2 separate regions of the Capra hircus genome follow, and region 1 is linked to region 2. Evidence: chromatin contacts called from public Hi-C data. All regions are on one chromosome and are shown on one strand. The core of a region is the stretch at or near the end of the contact, and the rest is flanking DNA. Distances in the headings are between cores, read along the strand shown. Region 1 overlaps PRKCH (protein kinase C eta type). Region 2 overlaps PRKCH (protein kinase C eta type).

The links. Hi-C and Micro-C count contacts between places; a contact is called where the count stands out from the background.
Region 1: a Hi-C map of blood shows a contact between it and region 2, with 2.5 times the contacts expected there. The contact joins two enhancer-like sites. A contact is called at or near these places in 2 of 5 Hi-C or Micro-C datasets (both in blood).

What each region holds. Positions count from the first base shown.
Region 1 is chr10:29,594,660-29,599,035 of ARS1.2, forward strand. The region is part of intron 9 of PRKCH (protein kinase C eta type); the gene reads right to left. Among named protein-coding and RNA genes, the nearest start is that of PRKCH, 150 kb to the right of the region's middle. Within about 2 kb of position 2,977, at least 4 of the 5 cell types and tissues checked have an H3K27ac peak or open chromatin away from gene starts, as enhancers often do.
Region 2 is chr10:29,531,712-29,535,806 of ARS1.2, forward strand. All of the region lies in intron 10 of PRKCH (protein kinase C eta type), which reads right to left. Among named protein-coding and RNA genes, the nearest start is that of HIF1A, 190 kb to the left of the region's middle. Within about 2 kb of position 1,875, at least 5 of the 5 cell types and tissues checked have an H3K27ac peak or open chromatin away from gene starts, as enhancers often do.

The DNA of each region.
Region 1 (4,376 bases), core at 1,727-4,226, 64 kb after region 2:
AATGCCCAAACATGAGAGCTGCACTATACGACTGCTTGTTTTATAACATAACCGGCTCATTTTAAATATATGCTCGCTGAGCTAATCTTTTGTTCCCTGGATGCCCCATGCTCTGATAACTCTGCCCCATCACAACAGCTGGCAGCCTGCTAACTCCTGCTCACATTCAACAGATCCCTTATTTCCACCTCCTCTTCTTAGCTCAGGGCCCCAGTTCCCTCAAATGCCACAGTGTAGCTGCTGACAGCTGTTAGCAGCCCCTAAACAGGAACTCTGTCTACAAACTCAGGAAAAAAAAAAAGATATAGTATTTATGTTTTTATAAAGAAGATCTGACTCATTTTCTTGGACCTCTGTCGAGAGTAAATTGATCTAGCTTACTTGACTTTCCATATATAGGCTGGACCACCAGATGCTCACGTAAGGCAGGGGTTTTCAGCTGGTGAGATTTTCCCTCCAGGAGCGTCTGTTCATGTCTGGAGATTTTTTTGGTTGTCATAATTAGGGATGTGCTATTGGCATTAGTGAATGGAAGCTGGGGATGCACTCATCCTACAGCACACAGGATAGCCCCGACCCTCTCATAAAGAAGTATTATCCTGCCCCCAACGTTAGCAGTGGGCAAATCTCATCACATTACATAAATAAGTGATTCAAATTTTATATAAAATTTTTAGTAAATTTAAGTAACTTCATATATATATGTATATTGCTGTTGTTTAGTCATTCAGGCATTTCTGATTTTGTGACCCCATGGACTGTAGCCATCAGGCTCCTTTGTCCATGGGACTTCCCAGGCAAGAATACTGGAGTAGGTTGCGACTGTCATTCCCTTCCCCAGGGGATCAGTCATTTAATTCCTTGACATATTGACCTGTTGGTGAAGGCCAAGGCTGTGGAGATAAAGTTCTGAGCAATGTGGAGGGAACTTCCTCCTACAGATCTGACCTGAAGACAAACTAAAGAGGGACAAATTGAATTTATGAAAGTGAAAGAGTTAGTTGCTCAGTTGTGTCCCACTCTTTGTGACGCCATGGACTGCAGCCTGCCAGGCTCTTCTATACATGGAATTATCCAGGCAAGAATACTGGAGTGGGTTGCCATTCCCTTCTCTAGGGGATCTTCCTAACCCAGGGACTGAACCCAGGTCTCCTGCATTACAGGCAGATTCTTTACCATCTGAGCCACCAGGGAAGCCCCTGGTGAGTTTACGAGCAGGATCTCAATTCCGCAGGTTCCCAAAAGAGTGACCTGAACCAGTCTGTAGGTCCAGCTCCCTACTTTGCTGGATGTGTCTAACTCATTTTGAACCACCTTTCACCACTGGTAGACACACACTAGCACAGAAGGTCTGGGCTACTCATGGGCACAGGCTACTTCCCACTTTGCAAGGAGATCTGAAATGAGTGAGAGGAAGGACAAGGATAAGGCACTTCCCACGGGTATAGGATTGGGAATGCATGTAGGGAAGAGGGCAGGCATTTTGCTGGAAGGGCTATCCTCTTGTTTTGGTTGGGAATTAAACATTACATCATTTTAATGTTGAAAATATCATATACCATAAGGATGAAATTGAGTTTCTGGGAAGAGTTCCAAGACTCCCTTCGTAAGACCTAAGCAAGACATCATCACAGACCATCCTAAAGAAGTGAGTAGGAGTGAGCTCCAAATACAGCAAGCTCTTTTGCTGTGCAAATATACTGAAAGCTGGATGGCTGCAGAGAAACAGGAACTCCCTGGGTGGCCCTAAAGGGGAGACAGGGCCTGCCAAAGCCTCTGCCGCTGCAGCATGGAGGGTCTCTGGTGAGAGGAGCCGAGGTACTCTCTGGCTTCAGAAGGCAGGAAAAGGAACCCTGCACAGGAGCAGTCAGTCCTGAAGGCATGGATATAGGGGTGGGGGCAGGGAATGTTGTCCCTGCAGCCTCCTGTGGGGCTCTCAGGGAAGAGATCAGTCTTCCCAGCAGCATAAGGAACTCTGTACCAACAGCAATAGTGAGCGTGGCAAGTAAGCTTAGCTGCTGCTTAGCCATGACACCTCCTGCTTTGGACTCCAAGCCTGTTGCCCTCACTGCCCCCAGGAATCTCCATCAGGTCTTCAATTCCCTGCACCAGATGGGAATATACAAGATGGCTGCTCTGAGCCTGCCCTAAAAGTAATCCCAGAAATTCGACCATGACCAGCCCACCACAGAGGGGTGACTCTCTGCTCTGGACCTGCTACTCAGGTCCCGAATTCCCCAGGAGGACACCGGCTCCATGAGGGAAGGGGCTCCTTCCTGCTTTGTCCACCACCGTGTCCTCAGGGCTCAGAGCCGGGCCTACACCCTGGAGGAACTCTGTGCACATTTGCCGAATGAACGAACACCCCCGATCTTCACCAACTGGTGGACGAGTCTCTGAAATTTCAGGCTGGCAAAGTTTATACTGACAGACAGAGCTGACTTTGTCCTGAGAGACCCTCGACCTGGAGCCTGAGAAGAGATAGACATAGCTGTGTTCTGACCAGTGATGAAGTAATTATGGAAAAAGCAAGTATTTCAAAACTACAGGACAAGAGTCTATGGTTTCCACCCAGTGCAGTTGGGTTTCTAGACTGCATGATTCTGGAGGGGCTTGCTCCAGCCACCCACAGATGTTGCCTTAGGTCTTGGCCCCAAGGTCCTAGTTGGTCCTGACAAAGGCCAACCCAGCTTCCCAGGGAAATACCCGCAGGCCACCCTAGGGTGCTAGTTGGACTGTTAGTCTTCTATTCTGGTTGCCCTTCTGAGGAAAGACTGGCCCAGAGGTAAAAATTTCCCCCGGAATCCAGAGCTCCTTTTCAGCTACCTTCCCTTTTGTAGCAGGGAGGAAATACAGTCCTTATACTGTCTATGCCATGTGTATGACTCTCCTCTTGCCAGCCAGACTGAGCATTGCAAACACTGTTTCTTTCCCTTGCCCTCCATCAGTGTGATTCTGGACTGGCTGACTTGTCACTAAACTATTTGGCAGAAAGCCCCTCACGTTCTCATGCCTGGAGCCACTCCCAGCACTTCCAGCCCGGAGCTTTAGAACAGAGCCCCACTGAGGTCTGAGCACCCATAGTTTGGCAGGTTCCCAGGCATGGTTAGGGAAAACCGTAACCAATGCTCCCTACCACAGAGCTTCGCCAGTCATCAGACACACAGGGGCCGAGTCTGACCCCGGCAAGTCTCGGCCAAGTCAAAGGAAATGACACACCATCTGTGAACCGCCTCCACACACTGGAGCTGGGGGGTCCAGGCCATCTCTAGGTCATCACCGTGGGTGACAGCTAGTGACAAGGCCAGTTGCAGCTGAATAACCTCAAAAGGAAACACATGCCAACCCTTTCAAGCCCTTTGGTCACACCAAGTGTTCTGGCATCCTCCCCAAGCAGAGACAGCCAAAGGAACAGCAAGAACTCCGGGTTCTCCTATTTCTCATTCATTTTCACGACCCTATTGAGTCACAGATAGTCGGGAAGCTGGGAAGCCTCCGGGGACAGAAGCAAAGGTCCTAAATCAGCCCCCTCCGCCCCCCGCTAGAAATTCAGAGCCCAGAGACGGCCCATGTGCATTCTGTCCCCAGTGGGAACATGATTAATGTCAGGAACATGCCCAACTGGGAAACACCACGTTCTGGCTGGTTTTCTATTTTGATCTGAGCCAAAGGCAAACTATACCAAGTGACCCATAAACAGACCACATTGTGTTTACGGCACTCATTGCTCAACGGAAGGAGGAAGCCCAGTTTCAAACAGGTTAAGAAGAAATGGTCTTTCTTTTAACCTGCCTTTATTCCTGCCTGATAATAGGCAGGGGACCTTCTTCAAGACAAGGGTGCTGTTAGCCTGGCCAGGATGAGAACCCAGAGCTCGCCTATGGAAGGCTGCAGTGCAGTCCCCTCCTGACGAGATTCCAAAAATGCACATCAGGGCAACAGGATGAGCCTGCTGCCCATCTCTCCTGTGTGTGTCTCTCTTTGACACGTACACCCCTCTGCTAATATTTAACATAATGATAGAGAAAATAACTCAACTCAGGGTTGTTCCCCTGCACCCCTGTTGCTGGGTGATCTTCAGACATATTTTAAGTGTGACTTATGTGCACTGAGGTCAGTTTGCACCGGTTAGGTGAGCTGACAGCACTTGGGTCACAAGATTCCTAGCCACCCTGCCCTTCAAAGGCAGGGTTTCTGCTTTACTGATGGACACTGAGGTGCGGCCCCTTAGAGAAAGCGATGGCCCCTGCCAGGAACTCCAGCTGCACTGCTCTGTGAGCACCCCCCTGCAGGGGCCACCTGACGACACCCCAGAAGTAGGGAGGTAAGAGCACCCAGCTGCTGTCCTTGTAAAAGGAGGTTCTGTGTAATGCCTC
Region 2 (4,095 bases), core at 625-3,124:
CTGTGGCATCTATCTCTGCCCACTGGCCTTCGCTCGGTGAAGTCCTAGAGCACGTGGCCACTGTGCGGCACACACTGTGATGGGCATCAAGAGCAAGATGACCCTTCTCCCTAAGGACCGCACTGTGTGTTTGGGAGACAGATATTCACCAGACTGTCAGCTCCATGGAGGAGGCATCAGATGCATCTGGTTCACACTGTGCCTAGCATAGTGCACTCAATAAATCTTTGTTCAAAGTATATACACATAGATGAGTGTGTGTGTGTGTGTGTAGATACATAAATATGTGTGTATACATACACACATATATTGGGGGAAAGAGGAAAGGAGAGTGATGGGGGAGGAAGACAGAACCAACTGTTGTGTAATACAAATGGCATGAGAGAAGTAGGAACCACGTGCTGTGAGAGAAAAATAAGAAGGAACAATTCATTCCTATTAGCGGCAGGACAGAGGTCTGTGCCACAGTAGAGGCAGAAACTGAGCTGGGTCTTACAGTGTGAGTCAGTCTTCCAGGTGGGAAGTGGTATGAGACGGTCACCGTGGGCAGGTGGACAGGGCCAGTGCACAGAGCAAGAGCAGAGATGAGGTGGGCTCAGGAACCCCATGTGGCATACGAGGACTCACATGAAACACTGGGGCCATCAAAATGCCAGGGCTAGAACACCGAGTTAAGTCCATACTGTGAAGGGCCCTGCATACCACACCAAGGAATTCTGATGCTTAGATATTAGGCAAACATGACCCACTGAAGCTCTCTAACTAAGTTTTCCAGCTGATGAGAAAAGATCAGCTAGAGGGAAGCTGAGAGAGTCCAGGGAAGAGATGTTAAGAGCTGAACTAGGACAGTGACAGATGGAATGGAAAGTAGGGATCAATCAGCAGTGCTTGGGAAAAGACTATCAGGATTAAGGCCTGATAACCACTTAGAGGTAGATGAGGAGAAGCAGCAGCAGAACTGATGACTCCCGGGTTTCTGCCTTAGATTCAGTGGGTTAGTGGGGACATTAATGACCAGGGAAAAGCAAAACAGAAGTGAGAACAGGGTTTGTTTGGGTATAGCCCAGATACATAGAAACCTCAGAAATTACAGTGAGTGCAAGGCAAAGCACTCACCCTCCCTCCCCTAACCTGGAAGGGCAGAATCAAGGGAAGTGAGTTTCCAGCAGCAGAACTGCTTGGTGAAGGGTATTGACAGAAGTAGGAACATGGGTCAAATGTCAATAAAACTGTCTGCAAATGAAAGGCAGTGCTCCTAAACACCCCCTCCCCGACATAGGCTTCTGGCACCAACTGTCTCCCATTGCCACACCTACCAGGCATCAAAACAGAGGGAAGCTGGCACCATGGCAAGCTGGGAAAGAGTCCCACACACCTACATCCTATTGTGGGCCTCTCAGTCTAGCCTTGGGGGAGGATTGGGGGAGCAGCCCTGCCTACAGGGCGACAAACTCTATCCTTTGATCTTTGAAGGAAAGATGTGCTCGGAGGCAACCACACTGGCTTAGCAGGGAAGGAGGCTGCCCAGCCAGCAGTGATGCTAGACGACCACCCTGACCTGGAGGTCTGCAGTCAACTGCCAGGTGGGAAGCTGCAGTAGCCGTGGCCTCCCGGGGCTGTGCTATGCGGAGTGATGGTGGCCCCTCACTGGGCCTCTCCACAGCGGGGGCTACTGACTGCTGCTCTGGGCCTTCGCATCCCCAGGGGGCTGTGTCGGGGCATCCGTGGCTCTGTTTTCCCATGTCTTCCCATCTCTGCTCTGACAATAAAGGCCTGTTGGGCTGCTTGGCCCAAGGGAAGAAGAGGCTGGTCGCTGTCCAGCCCGGGATCACATTGCGACTCGGGGGAGGCAGGTGATGACAGAACTGGCAAGACTGGTTTCCACACTGGGCCCTGCAAGTTGATGCGGCCGGACCACGTGGGACCTGCAGACAGGGGTCACTGGAAGCCACGCAGGCAGGAGAACCAAGTCCCATTTTCCAGGAATCCCTGGATAAGCGAGATGAGAGCTGCAGCACTTTCTCAGGCCAGCCTCCACTCTGAGCTTATGCTTCAGGCGTCTCCCGGGTGACAGGCGGAGATATGCTGGGTGCCACTTCAGCAATGCGAGGCTCCTCCACCTCTAAACCAGACCCGGCCCCGGCCCCCAAGTCGGCCTCCTGCCCCTTTCCCTGGGCAGAATCCCACTTCCCACACAAGCTTTCAGTAGGCTCTGGTCTGTGGAAACCGTGTCCTCCTCCCCTGCCCTCTCAACACACACACAGTATGAGCAAGATTTATTAGCCCACATGAAGGCAGGATCCCAGAAGAACAGGTGTGTGTGTTGCAGGGGAGCAGGAAGGATTCTGGTCACAGCCACTGTCAAGAGCATGGTCTCAGCTGTTCTTCTAGACGTGATTTCAGACTCAAGGCCCTATTAGTGCCTGGTTGTCTGGCTCCTCTGGGGACTCATCAGTCCAAACACTGTCATCTCTAATATCTGCCAGCCACTTCTCATCGGCTCCAGGAGGGATCAAGGCCTTAGCGGATCTGAGCCTCGGGTCTGGCTTTATCAGCACCATGTTCCAGCCCAGCAGCCCACCTCTGTGCGGTCCTACACTCAGAAACCTCTGACTCTCACACTGCCAGAAATGGTGGCTGCATTTCTAAAATCTCCTGAAGCCACTGTGCCTGCTGAGAGCTTGGAAAGGATCTCCTTGGGTAGAAGAAGCAAGTGCTAACAGAAACTTACAATGGTCTAAAGAGCCGACCTGAGATTGCTCAAGAGAGCTTGTGACTAACGTCCCAGCTAAGCGGTTTGACTGCTTATTACTCAGCAGCTGTCACAGGTATCAGGACTTGTTTGGGGAGGGAAAAGCGCTTTGTCATCAGTTTCATACGCTGCCCATCACAATGCCCTCTGCACAGAGAAGTCTTGGGACATGGCCCCGCTGCTCAGGGCAAGGAACTGAGCGGCCCTAGGGATGTGACTTCACCTGGTCATAGGATGCCCCAGGGCAGACAGGCCAGTTCTATACCTCAGTCCTGATTTTGCAGTCTCCTTTTAGGCATTTTCAGAACTGGACCAGCCTTGAGGGAAATGCCATTGCTGGTTTCATACCAAGTACTACCTAAGACCCTGATGCTGGGAAAGATTGAAGGCGCGAGGAGAAGAGGATGACAGAGGATAACATGGTTGGATGGCATCACCGACTCAATGGACATGAGTTTGAGTAAGCTCCAGGAGTTGGTGATGGACAGGGAAGCCTGGTGTGCTACAGTCCGTGGGGTCGCAAAGAGTCGGACATGACTGAGCAACTGAACTGAACTACCTAACAGGATAAAACTCTCAACTAGAACTAATAAGGGGGGTTGATTAAGAGCATAAGATAACCTGAGGATTCAGTTCTGCCCTCAGCCCAAATGTCTCAAACCCCCACTGTGAGGTCTGTGCTGATGTCCGCAGAGCACCCAGTTCACAGCTCTATGACCGACAACCTTCACTGCATTCGCTGCATTCTGTCTATACACCTGTCTCACCCCTTGGCTGGGGCTGAGCCTTATTGCTCCCTAGCCTCAGCGCACGCCTGGCACAAGATGCTGACCAAAGAGATAAACGGAGGCATTTTGGATGGGTCACGGTGAGTTGCACCAGCCAATTCAGAGCCTATTTTATTTTGGGGGGAAGGAATGAAGTTCCATAAACTTCACTGGGACCCTTGTGCCAAAGTAATTAAACCTACAAAAATCCAAGTGCTTTTCCTCTTGGAGAGAGATGCCAGGGGTGAAAGAAAGAGCCCTGAAATATAATAAATTCAAATTCTTTGCTTTAGTGGAGCTGGGGAAAAGACACCACTTTAGGAGGGGCAATTATAAAGCAGAGAGGACCCAAGCATAATCCTTTCCCCTGGCTCACACACATATGAAAGAGGAGAACACAGAGCCATTTGTGGCTATTGTCAGCTTCCACTCTAAGGGTAAATAGGTATCTTCACTTAAACAAAAAAACCAAAGCAAAAAAAAAAAAAAAGCCACTCTTTGACTCCTGAATTGAATATGAAATAGGCAGAGAGGTCAGTTTTTGGCTTTGGACTCCCTCAGCCTCCCCAGCCAACA